2 separate regions of the Zea mays genome follow, and region 1 is linked to region 2. The links are chromatin contacts, called in public Hi-C maps. All regions are on one chromosome and are shown on one strand. The core of a region is the stretch at or near the end of the contact, and the rest is flanking DNA. Distances in the headings are between cores, read along the strand shown. Region 1 holds the start of LOC100273030 (histone H2B.1). Region 2 has its middle 28 kb from the start of LOC103632797.

The links. A called contact is a pair of places that touch in the nucleus more often than the background predicts.
Region 1: a contact with region 2 is called in a Hi-C map of leaf, with 4 times the contacts expected there. The contact joins the promoter of LOC100273030 here to the enhancer-like site in region 2.

Annotation. Positions count from the first base shown.
Region 1 is chr7:125,108,398-125,115,281 of Zm-B73-REFERENCE-NAM-5.0, forward strand. It overlaps LOC100273030 (histone H2B.1), which reads left to right and starts at 1,673. Exons shown (of 1, transcript NM_001147479.2): 1 at 1,673-2,521. The coding sequence starts at 1,771. The coding sequence ends at 2,226.
Region 2 is chr7:125,035,905-125,042,677 of Zm-B73-REFERENCE-NAM-5.0, forward strand. No RefSeq gene overlaps it. Among protein-coding and RNA genes, the nearest start is that of LOC103632797, 28 kb to the left of the region's middle. Within about 2 kb of position 5,122, at least 19 of the 20 cell types and tissues checked have an H3K27ac peak or open chromatin away from gene starts, as enhancers often do. A contact at or near this core is called in leaf, where this site is marked.

The sequences.
Region 1 (6,884 bases), core at 423-2,922, 69 kb after region 2:
ATGCACCGGACTGTCTGGTGGGACACCGGGCAGCCTGCACAGAGAGGCCCACTACGGGGGCTCTCGGGCTGTGGCACCAGATTGTTCGGTGTGCACCGGACAGTCTGGCAACGGTCGGATCCAACGGTCGACTACCGCGGACCTCAACGGTCGGCTGACGTGGCTAGGGCACCGGACTGTCCGGTGTGCATCGAACAGTCTGGGTAGTGGTCGGATCCAACGGTCGACTGCTACAAACTCCAACGGTCGGCTAAAGTGGCAGGCACCGGACAATGAATACTGCTCTGTCTGGTGCGCCTGTCGACAGAAAACTGCTACTTGCTGTCCAACGGCTATAAATAGAGTTGGAGTCTATAAATACCCCCAACCACCTCCATTCATCACATTTAAGCCTTCCACTTTCACACATTCAATACAAGAGCAAAAAATCAATTCCTAGACACGTTCAAAGCTTCCAATCTCCTCAAGTGCGACAATTAGGACAAGTGATCATTAGTGATTAGTGACTTGAGAGAGTGTGATTCGTTTTTCATTTGGTGCTCTTGTTGCTTGGCTTTTTAATTGTGCTTTCTTCATCTTCTTCTAAACTCTCTAAGTGACTTGTAAAGCTAGCAAGAGACAACTAAGTGTGTGGTGATCCTTGTGGGGTCTTAGTGATCCTTGATATTAAGAAGCACTCAATCGCTCTAAGTGATCGATTGAGAGAGGGAAATAGTTGAAAAAGAATCGGCCTCCGTGGTCTCCTCAACGAGGATTATGTGTTCATTTGTGTTGATCATCACCGTTCGATTTGATTCTTGCCCTCCCCTCTCTCTAAGTTCTCTTGCTCACAATATTTTGAGTTTGCTCTCAAAGTCATATGTATTAATTGAGTAACTCATAGCAAGAACTCTTTTTCGCACTCCACATTCATTATAATTTTCTTTCTAATCGTAACCCCGGGTGAAGTTCGTGTTCAAAGTCTATAATTTATAGGTTTCGCCTATTCACCCACTATAGTCTATAGACGACTTTCAGTATACACAATTAGGTCCAGTGCCCCAGTAATGGGTTGTATGTCTTCCTTTCAAGGGTGAACACTGCTTGCAATGAAGGTTCCATAGTCCAACCGATTACCAAGTCAAACGTTCATACGCGTGGTCAAATCTGTAGAAAATGGTTTCAACATATATAGCTTCAAAAAACATCTCATAACTAATCTAATTGCAAAATTTAGTATTTTTAGATTTGGTTAAGTTTGAAATTGTTTTTGATCGCTTAGAAAATGATGATTATAGTCTTTTCATAACACGGGAAGTATTATGTTGGATCTAATGTGAAACTGTATTCTTGTTGAAACTGTATTCGTGTCAAAATACAAGTGCAATAAAAATCATATACAAACAAACTAAAAAATTTTCCCTCTCTTTTACATCAGTTTTTTTCAAGTTTCAATTGCACAAAATCAACCGCCAAAAGAAAGACCGTCCGAGCTCCCAGTTCCTTCCGTCTCTATGGAGGCTCCACTCCAACCACGTCAGTAATCCACGGCAAAACAATCCTCACCGTCCATTTTGGGATGGCTCCAACGCATCTCGCCCCTCCACGCCATCAATCCGCGGCACATGCCGCTCCACCAATCAGCGCCCGATGCTCCGTTCTACAAATACACCGCAACCCTCTCCGTTTCTTCCTCACAGCCAAGGAAATCTTCCGTTCTCAAACCAACCTAGGCAATTCGCCGCAGCCTCTCACCCTCGCGAGTCCCGACCTCCCGCAGCCGCCGCACAGATGGCACCCAAGGCGGAGAAGAAGCCGGCGGCCAAGAAGCCCGCGGAGGAGGAGCCCGCGACAGAGAAGGTGGAGAAGGCTCCGGCGGGGAAGAAGCCCAAGGCCGAGAAGCGCCTCCCGGCGGGCAAGTCCAAGGAGGGCGGCGAGGGCAAGAAGGGGAAAAAGAAGGCGAAGAAGTCCGTGGAGACCTACAAGATCTACATCTTCAAGGTGCTGAAGCAGGTGCACCCCGACATCGGCATCTCGTCCAAGGCCATGTCCATCATGAACTCCTTCATCAACGACATCTTCGAGAAGCTCGCGGCCGAGTCCGCCAAGCTGGCGCGCTACAACAAGAAGCCCACCATCACCTCCCGCGAGATCCAGACCTCGGTGCGCCTCGTCCTCCCCGGCGAGCTCGCCAAGCACGCCGTCTCCGAGGGCACTAAGGCCGTTACGAAGTTCACCTCGTCTTAGGATCCTTGTAATGGTCATGTGGGCGTCGGCGGTAGGCGTGGCTCAGTTTATGTGATACTGCTAGCGATGGATGATGATGATCTGCGTGTAATTGAATTAAAGAATTGTGCTGATCTTTCTACAACACTGTTCCACATCACTCGTTGCCCGCCAGTGAGCCGCCAATTACATGTGCAAATCTACATCAACTTTCTGAAAGAAGCTAGTTACTTGAATTTTTTTGGTTGCATTGAAAACATGAAATCTTTAATGCTTAAAAAAGTTAGAAATTGACATGGTCGATCGAATTTCTAGACAGTGTAGTAACCAACTTGCACTGGAAACTTGAATATGTAGGAGAATCTGTGGCCTATTGATGATGATGTCATGGACATGGCTATAATGCTACTCTAGAACTCCGATCGTCCAGATGCTGTTTCAGAGAAACATAGCTAACTCAATTGTGCTTTAGCGTTGCCAGCAGTGTTTCAAAATTTTCAAAACGGTTGGGATTTCCCCTGAGAAGTTGCGTGCCACTATTGTTCTAGGCTGCTACCAGTGTTATCAGGCATTGCATCCGAGAACTTGTTCTTCAGTTTGCTGGCACCTTCTACATTCTTAGATTCTTCGGAGAACGAGGTATGGATTCCAATCCAGCAGCAAAAATGCACAAAAACTATGCTGTTTAGGTTACTACAAGATTCAGGTATCTGAGTACAAAACTGGCTTGCTAACGGAACAGGCTTGAGGTTGTTCAATCCGATAAGGCCATGTTTGGGAACAAAGTTTTTGAAAACCACAGTTTTTAAAATACTACAGTATACTTTAGTCATAACAATACCGCAGTTTACAATACCGCAGTTTTGAAAAATAAGGTCTAGACCTAAGTTTAGAATACCTTAAAACAATTATACTATTTGCAATACTTTAGTTTTGAAAGCAGAGATTTTAGCCAGCTTGCCAAACACCATTCTGTATATAATACTGTAGTATTTGAGAATACTGCAGTATTTTTTTAAAACTGTGAAAAAACTTCACTCCCAAACAATTCACTGACAGATCGAGAATATCAATGTTTTTTAGTATCTTAAAGGCTCGTTGGAATTGTTCCTTCAAAGTTATTGTTGGGTGGAGCTATGGAGGTATGAGGCCTGACAGACTATTGTTATCCAAAGCTAATTAAACCAAGTTCAGTAGCCGTCCAATGCAACATGGAAAAACTCTGGACATGAACGTGTGCCCTATCTCTAGTACGCTTAAGGTTGACAAGGTGACCAATGTCCGAGGGAGGGGGTGCATACAGTGATGTTATTGTAACCTAAGAATATGTTTGTTTCGCTCGTAAATTATATAAGTTGGATTATTCTAAAAAGATAGTATGATAAAATATCACTTTAGAAGCATTAAGAAGTTGAAATAAGCTATCTAATGTTAGTTTATTTTAGCTTATTTATTATCCAAAAATCATATTTTATTCTGATACATTTTCACCGTAATCTAACTTATATAATCTACTAGGTCTGTGCCCGTGCGTTGCCACGGTACTAAAATTTATATAAAACATAGATACGAAACGACAAACATCACTATGATATGTAAAATATGTGTGGCAAACATTATTAATATCACATAAATTATTTCTAAGGAGTTAATATAGAACTTTTAATGACAGACAAATATATCGACAACCGTACACTAATCTAATCCTTTTTAACGATATTGATAAGTCTCTGTATTTAGAAACATAGGTATAGAACATCTTAATTGCAAGAGAACGTGCAGCAGTATTGGTTCGCTGGTTAAGGAATCTCGGGGATACAGCTCAAGGTATTGTTGGGAGGAGAGCATCAGGAGTGGAGCACTACTCTATGCTAGAGGTAACTGCTGCTCGTTGGAGCCTTGGTTTAGAGTCCTGTGTATGGCTCTGATAGTGTTTGGAGTTGTCCTGTAGCAGCTCCCGATAAGCGTAGCCCCATCTATGCACCATTCATTTACATAAGAAACAAAATCACCATCTGATACACCAGTGGATTCCTGCACATCATATGAAACTTCCGGAGCTTAGGCCCACTCAGGCTTATTGTCACATACTAAATTTGAACAGTTTAGGAGACAAACAAATTCAGTAGGTAGCACCGTAGCAAGATACTTGCAAAGTTAGGGGGGCAATGTGTTTCACAAATTCATGTGGAAAGAAACAGCAGGAAACATGTAAGTGCATTTTTAGAATATCATACATTCATATGTTTCAGTAATGGCAATGAGTGATGATACTACTATGACTAATTATTATATACTGAAGATTAAGTACTAACCTGGCTCGCGCCCATGTTTGAGTTGCAATGTGAAAACCTTTCCCTTAGACCCTGAAACAAAGGATTCAGAGAAAAATATGAACACTGGGAATAGAGGAAATGGTGGTAGTGGCAGCATGGTAGCATGTCACAGAGGGAAACAAACCTGAAGGCGCACAACATGACTGTAGAAAGAGTGCATTGTCCTCCTCCTAGAAATTTGTTAATAAAGAATAAACCAAGGAATTAGAATTAGATAGAAACTAAGTACACAACATAGTGGTACAATTCCCAGTTCCCAGTTTTTTTATTTATCATCTGAAGATAATATCTCATTCCTGACTGGTAACAGGCATTTAACAAACCTAAAATTTGGTGTTCACTTATTGGCATTTGAAAATGATAAAGGACCAAGTAAGATATATAGTTGGTGATGCCTTTAAGGTAAGGTTTATGACGTTCAAATATGCATCTAACTATTGAAATGGTTTCTGTTGACATTGAATGTTGTGAGGTACAAGTAATTCGGAGTTCAAACTATGGTCCCATTTTATGGTCTTATAATGACTTCTGCTACTGTCAAATGATGGTACATGGGCTTCTCTAAATGTCTAAATAGACTGATTAGTAATCCTGACATTTTTTGACATGGACTGTTTGTTGAACCTTACTTCAGATTATCAATAGGAGTAGAGTAACAACTTAACATTGACATGCATGCCAAAGGATAAACCACAGAACATAGGTGATAAATAAATAAATAGCGAAATGTATCAATATCAGTCATAGGATGCCATAGAGAAACATACACATCAAGGAAAAACCCGCCATCCGCGAGAAACTTAACCCTAGAATCCTTTGGTAGCAGCGCACAAAAGAATCATCGTGCATGTAAGTGGCTAGCCCACCAGCAGAGCATCCTGTTAGGAAAGCCTAAACCTAAAACTTATATCCTTTCTACACAGAGAGAGAAGATGCCAAACCTCAACAACTGAGGTTATAGTGATTCCTTTGATCTGCCAGAGATTTATATACATGAAATACAACAGATCTGTAAATAGAAATTAGTAAATTCTAGAATGGTTTAAAAAAGTCTTCAACACTGAGTTCCACCATTTCATCAGAAAAGGCACAGTTTTAATCAAATAGCAAGCTTTTTTTGAGGAATCAAATAGCAAGCTTAATACAGTCAAATAGCAAGCTTAATACAATCAACTCTTGTGTATAAAATCAGGTTATCAATTTATGAGGTATATGGTAAGATAAATAAATGGCATTGATGAGCTTAGTGATAAATCATTTCTGAAAATGACCTATTCTGATTGTTCAAAAACATGCATGCAGAATTGCAGATCACGTCACCCTTCAGCATAAATTTATTGCAGCCAGAAACTCTCATCTACAAGCACTTCATAATGGTTAATGAACCAGCCACCATGACCATGCACATTCAACAAAAAATAGTTTACATTCGAGTTGCCTAAAAACAAAAGGCTCTCTCCCAACCATAACTTTTCTCTAAATTAAACAAAAAGGGCCAAGATCTAGAAGCATCAGCAAGGAGAACTGAGATCTAGAAGCGGACGGATCGAGGGGCTCACCGGTTGGTCAGCGTCTCTTGTGCTCCTGGATGAACTTGGAGTTCTTGAAGTTCTCCTCGGTGAAGTTGGTCGTCATCTTGGTGATGATGAAGCCGGTGATGGCGAACCCCGTGATGAAGGGACGGTGATGTCGAACGTCTTCATCCTCTCGGCCTTCGGCTCCGGCTGTTGGACGCGTCGTGGCATCGTGCTGTCGTCCGAGTGGCTCGTCATCCTCGGGCTGGTGCCTAGGTGCCTGGGCGAGCCGCCGAGTCAAGAAAAATAACACTAATCAAGAAAAACTTGTCCTGAATATACCACTGATCTGAGTATACCTGGGAGAGCGCCGAGAAGCCACGGATCGAACAGATGCACGTAAAAAGCTAGCAAGAAATGGGAGGTAATCAGTAAAAATGTATTTAAGTCATGGAATGAGTCTCTTAAAAGATTTAGCGCTACTGCTATGAGTACATCGCATGAACAAAATTTAGTGCTGATCTGAATATAACTCACTGCAATGTGATTTAAGTCTCAGATTATTTTAAGTGCTGATCTGAGTATAACAGTAATCAAGAAAAACTTGTGTGAAGGTGGCAAATATCTTAGTATACCAAAATAATCAACAAAAACTTGTGTGATATGTAAACGCAACAGATATCGCCAGTATTTTTGAAACCAAATGCGAAGGTAAACAATAGTAATGTAGTGAAAACAGTTAGATTCAGAACTTAATATAGTGAAAACAGTTAGATTCATATCATCTAAAATCTCTATCTAGCCAATCTACAACATTGTAACCCCATTC
Region 2 (6,773 bases), core at 3,872-6,371:
GGCACCATAGGAAGCTCCGACTCGCCCGACCCAGGGCTCAGACTCGGGCTCAGCCCCAGAAGACGACGAACTCCGCCTCGCCCGACCCAGGGCTCGGACTCGGGCTCAGCCCCGGAAGACGGCGAACTCCGCCTCGCCCGACCCAGGGCTCGGACTCGGGCTCAGCCCCGGAAGACGGCGAACTCCGCCTCGCCCGACCCAGGGCTCGGACTCGACCTCGACCTCGGAAGACAGACTCGACCTCGACCTCGGAGGAGCCTCCGCCTCGCCCTACCCAGGGCTCGGACCGACCACGTCACAGGAGGGGCCATCATTACCCTACCCCTAGCTAGCTCAGGCTATGGGGAACAAGACCGGCGTCCCATCTGGCTCGCCCCGGTAAACAAGTAATGATGGCGCCCCGCATGCTCCATGACGACGGTGGCTCTCAGCCCTCTTACGGATGCAAGGAGACGTCAGCAAGGACTCGACAGCCTCGACAGCTGTCCTTCCGCCAGGCTCCAGCGCTCCTCCGACGGCCACGACATCACACGAACAGGGTGCCAAAACCTCTCCGGCTGCCACGACGGCATGTACTTAGGGCACTAGCTCCTCTCTACTAGACATGTTAGCACACTGCTACATCTCCCGATTGTACACCTGGACCCCCTCCTTACGCCTATAAAAGGAAGGTCCAGGGCCCTCTTACAGAAGGTTGGCCGCGCGGGGGAAGGACGAGACGGCGCACATAAGCCTCTCGCTCTCTCCCACGCGGACGCTTGTAACCCCCTACTGCAAGCGCACCCGACCTGGGCGCGGGACAAACACGAAGGCCGCGGGTTTCCCCTTTTACGCCTGCCTCCCTCCGGCTTTCTCCCCCCTTCGCGCTCCGTCTCGCGCCGACCCATCTAGGCTGGGGCACGCGACGACAATTTACTCGTCGGTCCAGGGACCCCCCGGGGTCGAAACACCGACAAAACTATAATAAAAATACTAGAAAATAATATTAATCCATATGGTTATATTGATCATTAAACACCAAAACTCAATAATCAAATGGGCCTCATCCCATTTTTCTTATAGAGCCTTGAACCCTTCAGGGCCCAAGGCCTCCCATAGGGACAAGGGACTTTATACGGAAAAATATAATCATATCCATAAGACAAAAGGATGTGCCTCGACCCACCAAGGGCATTACGACTCTATGATAGGGAACCCATGTATAGGGCATACTGGCAGATCCATAGTGCTGGCATATAGAATAACTCTCCAATAAATAGATTAAATGTACGCTGAGTGAAATTATAGCATGACAAGCACATTGTCACCATGATATTGGTAGCGATGTACTCAAGGCTACTATTTTGTAAATGCATCGACCCTGTGGTCATGCGTGGTCATATTAGTACCATAAAGTATTACCAAAGTACAGAAGGCTACACTAACTACCAACTATGTCATATCCAATGTCACGATCCCCGGTATCTATGGAAGCGACATAATATACCTAGTAGCAGAGGACAAAGGAAAACTAAGGTATGGTTAGATAGTAGGGAAAAAGAAAAAGGTACATGCAGGGCTTGTTAGCAAGAAAATGCGATAATATTGGGCACCCAAGAATCGAACACGCAACATGATGCCTCATGCGCTAAAGTTTAACCATTGCACCAAGGAATGTATGAGCATTCTTAAAAGGAATGTATTTACAAAGGAATGTATGAGCATTTTAAAAATTTAAGTATGGTTGCTGCCATACTGCGCCATAATGGCTTATCCACTGCTGAATATACCTGCCCCTACAGTAGGTATGGCAGTCATACAAAAACATTCCCAATAATATGATATGACCGGAGGCATTGGCTCTACGTATGACTTCGTAAGCAGGAAAAAACATAGTAGTTGGGTCTTAGCCAGTCAGACCTAAGGTCCAACTGATATAACCTCTCTCTTCCCTTGCTCTATAAAAGGAGGAGGAAAGTAACATTTAAGGGATTACGAAAGTCGGGTCAAGGTAGATTCCAAAAAGGTTCAGTTCAAAGTTAGATTCGGTCTATATAGAGGTCATGCATAAAAGTGAATTAAGACCAACAGGCTAGAACTTCCATAAGAATCATAAGGTAAGGGGATCTAGAAGGTTGTGATGCTCAGTTTAATTGTGAGCTTATGATCCGTTTCGCTTTTGTATACATCAATCGACGAGTAATAAGAGGACGTAGTGTACTCTAACCTCTCTCGCATGATGGTTCTCTGTCGGGACTCGATTCAACACGTCGCTCGTCTACACCTCGCTCTCTCTAAATCTCTCTTTTCCATACTTTGTGTATCTGGTGTCTGTCCACAACAATAATTATAGTCTAAGGGGGTGTTTGAATATACTAGAGCTAATAGTTAGTTGGCTAAAAAATGCTAGTAGAATTAGCTAACTAACAAATACCGAGCTAACTATTAACTAATTTACTAAAAATAGCTAATAGTTGAACTATTAAGTACGGTGTTTGGGTGTTTTTAACTAATTTTAGCCGCTAACTATTAGGTCCAGTACATTCAAACACCCCTGAATACGTTCTTCTTTTAATTAGAATCGGCAGGTTCTCAATTCGATTCTCTATTTTTTTTGGGAAAAAAAAACTTCCAGTATCATTGGGCTCCAAATGGTGATCACAATACTCCTAGGAGCATATTAGAGCAAGACAGCCACACCCTTTGACGGCTTGGGTGACCATTTGAATGGTTCCTTGTCGATTTGTTTATGCAGCCTGTACTCCAACTAAACCGAGGACATCGAGGCAAACACACTTCTGGACGCGGCGTTACATTGGCAGGAAAAATTAGTAACGGCATCACCAAGCATATCGCGATCCTAAGTTGCTGTCTGCGGGCTGTAGCCAAGTTGATTTGATGGACGACGAAAGGACGATTTGGACAAAGATCTCAAGTTGCAGGGCATGGAAGATTCTTCTGGCCCTTATCCATACCATACGGTCTACACTATCCCCCCTGACGTGTTCTAGGTCGTGATCGTACCACTCTTAACAGTCTAAGTAGGAGACAGGGGGCTGAAACGCTGTCAATTGATCCAAGATAAAGCTAATGGTCCGCATCAAAGATAACGCAAATAATAATGTCAAATTTTGGATAAGGTTTTTATGGCCTTTCTTCTTCTGAGACGTGCGGTTGGATGGGTTGGCAAATGACCTGCAAAGATCGATCCACATGGCATTCCATCGTATTGACGGTCACCGATTCACCTAGGCAGATTTTTTTAATTTTTTTTTGCACCCGTGAACTATAATTGCGTTGACGACCACAATAAAGGTAAGGGGATCTAGAATAACACACATTTTTTCTAGATCCCCTTACCTTATGATTCTGAACGTTGACGACCACAATGAACCAGTGAACTTCTTTGATATGATCTGTAACGCTAGATTAGCTAGGCGCCCGTGCATTCTACTGCTTCTATAAAAATGTGTGTTATATTGGTTATATAGGTGTGAATGTAGAGCCAACAAACAAGTTTCAAACCATCACTTGTATACAATGTAGGGGAGAAAAGGGAGTCTATTTATCGGCAACGACTGTTATGCAAACAATCCTTCTGTACAAGCGTGCAAACAAACCATCTGATCCATTAGATTATGATCCAACCACAGAAACAATCATGGTTTGTTATGAGTTTTTTTTTATAAAGATTATTGAGCTGGTGGTGGAAGAGTTTAAGTGTTAAATGTGACCTAAGGTTGGATCACGATCTAATGGATCAGATTGTTTGCTTGTACGTTTGCACAGAAAAACTGCTTGCATAGCAGTCGTTGCCCTATTTATCTGCGTGATGAAAACTGAAGGTTCTGCTTTTATATTTTTGAGCTTCCGCACGGTCTGCTTTTATATTTTATATAGGTCCGTGATTCTTTTTTATAGCATGACCCACGGACCTATTGTTTGGTACTACTACATGTTTGTGCCGCTCTCCCCTTCAACGAGCAAGAAAAGGGCGATGTACAACGCAGCGTGTGGACTTCACGGAAGAATGAGGAGCGTTTGCTATCCGTACAAGAATGAGGAGCACAACCCAACCCAGATCCTTGGATCGGAGTCAACAAGGAAGGCCCGAACAGAAGTGCATGGAGAAGACGACGCCTAATTAAAACTGGAGCTTAAAACTAAAAGCGTGGATCCCGAGATCATTTCTTCCTCTGTTTCAGGTACAACCATGAGGTCTCAGCGCTCGATGCATAATAAGATTAGTCTGAAGAATTCGAGACGTTGAGTGAGCGACGACCACAGCTAGCCAATCAACGATGCACTTGACGGAGTGAGCTGATGCAGCTGCTGGTAGTCCGTCCCGGCCGCTTTCTTTCACCACCTGAAGTTGAAGAACGTAGTAGTATGTGCCAAAACCTCCGACGATAAAGCGCTAGCTGCGCGTTTCTACTTTCGAGGCCTCTTGAATACATCCTCGATCGGCGCAGATGCAGGCCGCTAACTGGTGAAGCAAGCACATGACACATGAGACTGAGAGAGGCAGCTGGGCCTGGGCCTGGACCATCCCATATTCCCATGATCGATTCCGCCGCTCAAGCAGCTACGAACGGGTACTCCTGCAGTCCTAGCTGTAGCGTGGGCGCAGCCGCAGCCGCGCGTGGCGAATCAGAATCATGCACGGCTGCAGCCTTCACAGCTCTCTGCATGCATTGCACCCGGCAGCAACGCAAGATGCGATGCCAATTGCCCACAGGCCTCAGGAATGACGAGCAGAGCAGCTAGCTAGCTAGCTAGGCACTAGCCACCAGGCAGGCAAGCCGTCAAAGATCTCATGAGCCGATCGAATCGAATCGGATCTCCGTCTCCTGGCCGATGATGATGAATGGGGTGGCGTTCTGTTAACACAGACCAGAGCAACAACACGAGTCGGCTCGGGCGTACGTGCACGGACGGCCTGAACGACGACCGGGACGACAACAGGAACGAGACAGAAACGGCCACGCGGCGGCGGAAAGCCAAGCAAGCCCCAGCCTCTCGACCGCCGCAGCTGCTGCTGGGTCCGACCGGACCGAATCTATCGGTCAGGCACTCAGCACAGCAGCAGCGATACAGTGGCAGAGAGTAGGGACAGCGTAGCTGAGCGCACGGCGTCAGGACATCGGATCCCTTTACGCATTGATGGCCCAGGGCACTGTGTCCTGTCCTGTCCTGGTGTGGCAGACTAGGCTGAGGCTGCCCCTGCCGGCATGCAGGTCCAGAGGAATCGGCCGGGCCGCCAGAGCACGGCAGGGCGGCAGCGGCTTTCCCGGCTGCCGCCTGCCAGTGCCAGAGCCGCGTCCCGTGGCCCAGCCACACCAGCCAGCCGCCCAGCCTGCCGCGCCTGCCCGGAAATACGGCTGTGGTGTCTCGGCGCCTCCTGCGCCGTGCACGCTGCCGAGCCGCAGTCACGTCGCTCGCGCTCGGGAGGCGGCGAGGAAGGGTCGCGTCCAGGCGTCGCGTCGACCAGTCATTACGCTCGGGTCTCGTCGGGTACGGTCGTCACGAATCCAGCGTCTTTGACTCTGACAGTGTGGTCCTCCGGTTCTCCCACGGAGATACTTGGCGTACTCTTTGTTTACTACGCTTTCGTCGAGGGAGAACCCCACAAAATAGAGCTAATTCGGCAAACAACACCGGTAATCCAAGTATTCACGGTATAACAACTTCAGGCACTAGGAGCAGTCAGAAAACCACACGCCTCGTCCTTTCCCGTCCCTTCTGATTTTTTTTCTATCGCTTGCCCCCAAAACCAAAAGACTGAGTTGGCCCCTCGTCTCTCCTGTGGCCCCTTTCCATTCTTGTTCCGTTCTTCTACCACCAAACGCCAACATAACCCTAGGTACATGGCTGGCGCGCGGCGGCGGTGGCTGATTAGCACTTCAACCACAAAATCCCCTCAAAAACAGACAGGATCAGAAGTGAGCGGCGATGGAGATGAACAGCTTCAACAAGATGATGGGGGATGATCCCATCTTTCAGCGCGGGTGGGGAAGGGCACAGACACAGCATGGGAGGCGGTACAATGGTCGGCAATGGGATCACAGGTCTCAGCTTGATGGAAATTACAGCGCGCATTCGTAGAGTGAGTTCCACATCTTAATCCCAATGTTGAGTCTGGTTTTGTAGTTCATCCATAGAGTGATGGGTTCTAATTTTTTGTTAATATTCCTTGGTTGGTACGCGTAGGAAAGAGCACATGTTCAGCCTGCGCGCTGCAATTCCAGCTTATACGGCTATTCTTGAAGACGGGCGGTAAGGTTGAGATGGAGGGTAAAAACCATGTTTTGTCAGTGAATGTTGTGGGTGGCTACTTAGTCAAACATTTAATGGATGATCTTGCAAGCAGAACAGTTTGGGGGGGAATTGTCAAGAGACGATATGCTGGTTTTGGGATCATCGAGAAAATAAGTACCTACAACAGATTATCGCAAACACTGATCTTGACAACGTATTTCAGATGCATTGGACAAGTAAAGTGCTAACATTGGTTGTACAATTTGAACTGAAAACCGGGTTATGTGAGGAGCATATCGGTATTGTTCGAAGAAGGATTTCTTTGTTCAAGAGAGACCAAGAGTATGTTGCAGGGACTATTTTCTTTGTTCGTAGTACTACATCATCAGCATGGGAATTTGTGTGATATTTTTGTGATCCATGTAGATTAGTAATTCTTTTGAGATGCCTCGACAACTAAGGCTTTGTTCGTTTACAACAATCCAGCTCTGATTGGAATTAAATCCATACCAAAATCCATGCTCCAAAATAATCCA